Regions from separate parts of the Rattus norvegicus genome. Here region 1 is linked to region 2. Evidence: chromatin contacts called from public Hi-C data. All regions are on one chromosome and are shown on one strand. Each heading gives the region's core, a stretch centred on a gene start, on an enhancer-like site or on the middle of the called end of the contact. The rest is flanking DNA. Distances are from core to core; before and after follow the strand shown.

Region 1 (3,315 bases), core at 281-2,780, 89 kb before region 2:
TTCTTTATGTTTTACTACGATCTCCTTCTTGGTCCTCATTTCTTAGGGTCCTCACAATATTCTAAGGCTTTTTTTCAACATTGTTTTTATTGATTCTTTGAAGATTTCACATCATGCACCCCAGTCCCACTTACATCCCAGGCCTTCCATATCCATCCTCCAACCTTGTGACCTTCCCTCAAGAGAAAAATTGAAATAAAACAAATCAACCAACCCATCTTGTCTACCCTCTGGCCATGACTTGCTCCTCTATCGATTGCAGCCATACCATACCAATCACAGCTATTGATCTGTAGTTTCTCCATGTACTTCTACCATTCCGCTCCTGTGTCTTTTCCACCTCTCCATGACCCATACGTAGTTGCACCAGGGTCTGCAGTGTGTCCCACAGTACACCCTTTTGCCCAAACAGCTTTATTTGTGAAGGTTCATTGCAACTGAGTGATTGGTCTGATTCGAGGCCTCTGGCTTCTACCACACCACCACTACTGGATCCTCATCAGGACTTTTAGTTATCCTGCGGCTGCCCAGAGTCATGGAGATCCTATGGCTATGGCTCCCTTTGCGATTTCCAGTAGACCATAGGTTCGGATAATTTCCATTTTTCCTGTCTCAGTCTCCTGAACGCTAGGACTACAGGCCTATGCTACCAGGCTGGCTCACTGAGACATTCTTATACATGGTGTAGACGAGGGTACCAATTAGAGATTGACAAATCCTTCTGCCAGGTGGGGGGGGGGTCCGTCAAGAAAACTGAGATACATGTGATTCCTCGTGAACCTTACCCTAGGGATTTCAGTGAGTCTCAGAGTCTAGGACAGCACATCTGGGACTTTCCGTAATGCTCGGAGCTCTGGACACTGAGCATGGATTCAGTCAGAATTGTCTGCTCGACATTAGAGCCCAGGTGGCCTGGGGCCAGAGGAGCCCACACTGAAGGCCCTTGGAAAGTCTTGATGCTTTTTGTGAAGAAGTCAGGTATATAGGGAGACACACACTCACATACACGTGAGCCCAAGGGTGTTGTCAGCCCACTGCAAAGACTGTTTTATCTCTTTATGCAACAATTCAAAACGATTTTCTCAAGCTGCATCTATTAATGGCACATTTACTACCATGAATGTTTCAGGAGAAAAAGGGGAGAAATGTGTGAAGGTAAGATATTCTCAGTGCAGTAACTTCCCCAAAGGCTCTTCATATCATAGAGCAGAGTGAGGGTCTAAAAAAAACGTTAGCAGCCCAACTTGGGGCACTTAATAAAACTCCAGTAAAAGTCAGAGGTTCCCGATAATAAACTCCCCAGCTCCCAGATTAAATCTGGGCCAAGTTTGGCAAAGGCAGGATGGTTCCTTTGCCCAACCCAAGCTTTTTTGATACTTACAGTTAAGGGGATACCATGAGAGGTCAAAGAGCCTGGATGCATCTGACCGCTAGAGGGCCCCTGGGAGCAGGAAATCTCAAGGTTGGATGAGCGCCACTCATTGTCATCCCTCTTTACTGATAGAGACCAAGGCAAGCGGCCAATGCTGTTTAAGTGGGAACCAAAGTGCACCACCCTGCGTGGTACTCTGGGCATCCCATGACTTCCGCTTCTGGGAAAAGCCAGGGACGTTCCTCATCTGTGGTAGTCCAAGGGACACGCATCTTCATAACTGTTCCAAATTGGACGGCTGTCCTGGCTGGTTCTCCAGCCACTGAGATAGATCTGTATTCTTCTGAATTGAGGAAGAGTCTCCCGACATAATGTGAAGGCAGGAAAGGAGAAAAAGACAGCTGTTTCTTTCAAATAATCAACGTGTGTGTGTGTGTGTGTGTGTGTGTGTGTGTGTGTGTGTTGTATTATTTCACAAATAAAGTTGGCATACATCATGGTGATTTGATATATTTATATGTTGTGGAGTGGCTAAATCGGGCTAGTAGTTGAGCATATTACCCCACAGTTTTATTTGTCTTGGGAAGTCTCAAAATCTCTCAGCAATTTCCAAGTGCAAGATGGATTTTCTTCATACTTGTTCCTGGCTTGGTAGAAATGAAGTTATTCCAAGGAAACAATTTTGTCTCTCAATCAGACCCAATGACCGTCAAAGAAATGGAACTTCCCTGGGATTCTCACGCTGAGAGGAAAGGGGACTTGTCTCCTGTAAAGACACTTATGCATTACAGATAATGACGGATCAATGGCGGGGGCAGGGCTACACTTTAATCTGGACTGCTCAGACACGTGTATGCCTGCTCTCTATTTAATTTTTTACCACACTTCAGGACCCCAAAGATAGACTGGGGTTGATGGGGACATTGCTGATTCCTTTGTCCCTCTTCTCAATGTGGCCTCATTAAATAAACCTGCTTTCCACGATCAATTTGACTATTTTAATTGGCTCCTGGGGACGGGGGGGGGGGTGCTAGCCTAACTGGTTTGTTGGGACACAGGTTGTGCCCAAGTTTGGTAACACTGTATGTCACAAAACGAGATCTCTGAATTTAGGAGCCTAACTGAAATGCCGTGCCTTTGCCCATCAGAACCCTAATCTTTCTCCATCCCTAACCCCTGGCAGACACCATTTTATTGGCTTCTGAGAACCCTGCTGTCTAAGCTCACATCTAGGTGCGTGCTTGTGGCATTTCTGAAGGCTGCTTGACTGCTCTGCCCACAGCAGGATGCATCTTTGGACAAGAGCAACCTCAGTGCTTGCCCATGAGTGGGTGTCCAGGAAGTGCCCATGGAGTTGCTTCTGAGAGAATGAGTTGTTTACTGAGAAAGTGCACTTGCCAAGACCATGGAGATGTTTTACCTAGGAACTGAAAGCACGTCACTGGCAAAGGGATGGGCTTTAGCAGCCAAGAAAAGGAGTCCTGCTCCTAAGGTCTTTGTGCTGCAAATCATGGCCCAGGATGGCAACATACAAAGAGCTCATTGCACACGTAGAGGACCGACGGAAGCTTCCTTCTTCCCCCTTTCTTTCTTTTGTTCCTTCTTTCTCTTCTGTCTTTGTTTGTTTGAGACAGGGTTTTTCTGTGTAATATCCCTGGCTGTCCTGGAACTCTCTTTGTAGACCAGGCTGGCCTCAAGCTCACAGAGATCCTCCTGCCTCTGCCTCCCAAATGCTGAGATCCAAGGCGTACATCACCATGCCCGGTGAAAACTTCCTTTTTTTTTTTTTTCTTTTTTTCTTTTTTTTTCAGAGTTGGGGATCGAACCCAGGGCCTTGCGCTTGCTAGGCAAGCGCTCTACCGCTGAGCTAAATCCCCAACCCCCGAAAACTTCCTTTTAATACATTCATTTATTTGAAATTTTTTATACATCTTTATTTATGG
Region 2 (3,170 bases), core at 470-2,969:
GTGGCCTGCCTGTCAGTGGTGAAAGCCCTCACCTTCAGGCTCTGATTTCTGTCCTCTTGTCAGCCCTGAAATACTCATTTTCTTGTAGTCAAAGTGCTTTCTAAGGACAAGTATGTTTCTTATACTTGTCGCCAAGATCTATAGCCCACAAATCCTAAAATGTTTCACCACCACCACCACCATTACCACCACCACCACCATTACCACCACCACCATCGTCATCACCATCATCATCATCTTGTAGTTATTATTTTGAGGCTTTGGGCCTTACATAGCTCAAGTTGGATTTCCAATTCCTTGTCTAGCAGAGGATGGCCTTGAATTCCTGGTCTAATTTCCCCCACTTTGCACGTGTTGGGATTATAGGTCAGAAACTTTTAAATGACTTTATCATAATATCCTCCTCCTCCTCCTCCTCCTCCTCCTCCTCATCATCATCATCGCCATTAGTGTGTATGTGTGTTGGCACACTGGGGGGGGTGTGGTGGTCAGAGGTCAGCTTTGTGGACTTGGGCTCTGCTTTCCCAAAGGATTTGTGGGGATTGAACTGAGGTCACCACACTTGCTCAGTAAGTGCTCTACCCACTGAGCCATCTGCTTAGCCAGATTTTTATTTCTATTATTTGTTTGTTTGTTTGTTTGTTTGAAGTAGAGTCTCACTCTGGTGGTCAGGATAGCCCAGGACTCACTGTGTTGTCCAAGATAGCCTTGGACTTTCTATAATTTTCTCGTCTCTGCCTCCAGAGTGCTGGGATTGTAGGCTTGAACCACCACGCTGGCCAAAATCCTAAAGTATTTCCTATTTGGAACTTTTACACAAGTTTGACAATTTTTTTTTCTTTTTTGGTCTTTTCATCGTTTCTAAAGGCATTATGATGTCATCGTGTAGTGTCGTTTTTTGCACAATGTCTGTCTGATGAAATGAGTGTGCATCTCTGAGCACAACTGCTAGGTCTTAAGGTGTTGGTCTTTGTCTTTTTGAAAACTATTTCCCAAGAAAGAGGCTGAGCTGGCTCATACTCTGTCCAAGGTCCGCATGCCTCGGCCTGTTGCTCCACAGCCTCTGCTGTTAACAGCCGGACACTTGCCAATCTGATAAAGGAAACACAGGACTCATTGTAGCCTGAATTTGCTATTCTCTCATTACAATAAGAATTAGCATTTTAAGTCTAAACAGTTATTTTTAATTAACTAAACAACAAATAATCAATAAACAAACACATTTAGGAAAGAGGGTCCCATTCTGTAGCCCAGACTAATCGGAACTCATTATGGATGGAGCACACACTGGGGATCTGATCTGGAACTGCTGTCTAATCCTCCTGATCCAGCTTTCTAAGACTTGGCACTACAAGCATGAGCCACCACCGCTCCTGGATTATTTTATTTTATCGACTTATCTTTGCTGGGTTGGGGATCGAATCCAGGGTCTCCAGCATGCTTAGGGAAGCACTCCATCATCGAGCTCCCTTTTAAAATTTCCTCCAGAGCAATTTTCTCCGGTCCAGTCCATTCAGGAAGCGGGACTTGGCCTCAGGCTGAGGACTGGCAGCGGGGGGTGAAGGGCGTGGCTCACCGGGAGGCTGAGGCACTGGACCCCCCCACCCCCCTTCAGCCCTCCCTCTTCCCACTGTGGTCTCGGAGCTCCGCCCAGAGTCCTCCCGGGGCTGTCCGGGGCGGAGCCCTGGGGCCAGTGGGCGGAGCTGAGCGCCTGATTTATTCCCCTGTGAGAGGAGCGGACGCAGGAACTCTCCGGTCCCAGCATCGGAGCTTGTGGACCATTTCCCGCGTCCCGCAGCATGCAGTTCTCCCGTGTGCTGGCCGCGCTGTGCGGTGTGCTGCTCTGCGCCTCCGGCCTCTTCGCTGCGTCCGGTGAGTCCCTCTGGCCTCGCCCCTCTTCTGCCCGCCGCTCGGAAGTTCTCAGCGGGGCCCTCCCTCTATCTTTACTGTTGACAAACTTGAGCAAAGCCTGGAGGGGGACGCTCAGGGGCTGCATCCGGGTAGGAGAGGCGAACGTGCTTCTGCGTGCTCTGCCCTGGGGCCTTGAGGCTGTGATCCTAGCTTTTGCACCGAGCGGTGACCCTGGACACCCGGTGACAGCCCAGCCTCCCCCGGGGATGTGACTTACACATAACAAAGGAATCCGCTGCGTCCTGCCTCTTTTTACCGCGTCTGTAAAATGAGGCCACCGAACTGTGTCTGCTTTCCAATCCTAACAATTTGGGAGAATATAGTACTCTTGTGAGGGTACATCTCCAGTTAACTTAACCAGAAACTCTCTTCTGAACCCACCTGGCTAGAAAATCCAATGAACTTCTGTGCCCCACTTGTTGGTGTTTGATCAGATAAGGGAAGAAAGGACTGAGGGGCCCGTGCGAGAGACTGACTATAGGTGGGGCGGGTCTGGAACTTAGAAAAGGGATTCCTGCCCCCGGCTGGCCTTGGCCGGCTGCTTTATCTCCCCTAGCCCTCCTCCTCCGCTCTGAGGTCCCCGGTAGAAGTCTGGGCCTCTTGCGGGATGCTTGTGGAGAGTTCATCATGAAAAAGCAGTGCCCACGTGGGGCCGGTGAGCGGCTCAAGCAGCCTCGACATCGTTTCTCATAGAAATGGGACTGGCGAGATCACAGGCAGGAGCGATCACAGCTAGGCTCAGCTCTGTCGGCCTAGCACAGGATCTGACCTCGGGATTGGAGCTGAAGGCATTGGGTGCTCCAAGCTTTCACGAACTGGGAACTGCTAGTCTGTTCACTCAGCTGGAAAGATGCCTGGGGTCTCCTCTGATCCTTTTTACCCCTTATCTTTGCCTTCTCCACAACATTGCCAAATGTTCTTGGAGACACTTCCCAGAGCAGGACCCTGAAGTCCCATAGGATTTATAGAGGAGCTGGCCTCTCCGGGTCTCATATGCAGGTGGCCAGCCTCAGTCCCAACGCTGCTGCTGGCCACCTTCCACTTTCTGATTTCCTCTCTGGACCCTTGGTTTGGTTCCAGGTGCAGCTGTAGGGAAGGCTAGAAGCTGGGCCCTTGTTGGTATGGGGTGCCTAGGCCTTGGCGGATCCAGAGTCTCCATGTGAGGCTGTGTCTGTGCCCTTCCAGGTCAGAGGGGATTAACCTGCTATTTAAAGCAAGTGACTAATAGTTCTGCCACAGCGCCTTAGGATCCCCAGGCC

The links. A called contact is a pair of places that touch in the nucleus more often than the background predicts.
Region 1: a contact with region 2 is called in a Hi-C map of psoas muscle, with 4 times the contacts expected there. The contact joins the enhancer-like site here to the promoter of Mfge8 in region 2. A contact is called at or near these places in 12 of 12 Hi-C or Micro-C datasets (the A7r5 cell line, the Rat2 cell line, Schwann cells and 7 more) and 1 of 1 datasets of contacts at active chromatin or transcription factors (oligodendrocytes).

The regions. Positions count from the first base shown.
Region 1 is chr1:142,576,411-142,579,725 of GRCr8, reverse strand. No RefSeq gene overlaps it. Among named protein-coding and RNA genes, the nearest start is that of Abhd2, 49 kb to the left of the region's middle. Within about 2 kb of position 1,530, at least 10 of the 93 cell types and tissues checked have an H3K27ac peak or open chromatin away from gene starts, as enhancers often do.
Region 2 is chr1:142,487,980-142,491,149 of GRCr8, reverse strand. It overlaps Mfge8 (milk fat globule EGF and factor V/VIII domain containing), which reads left to right and starts at 1,719. Exons shown (of 9, transcript NM_012811.3): 1 at 1,719-1,872. The coding sequence starts at 1,800.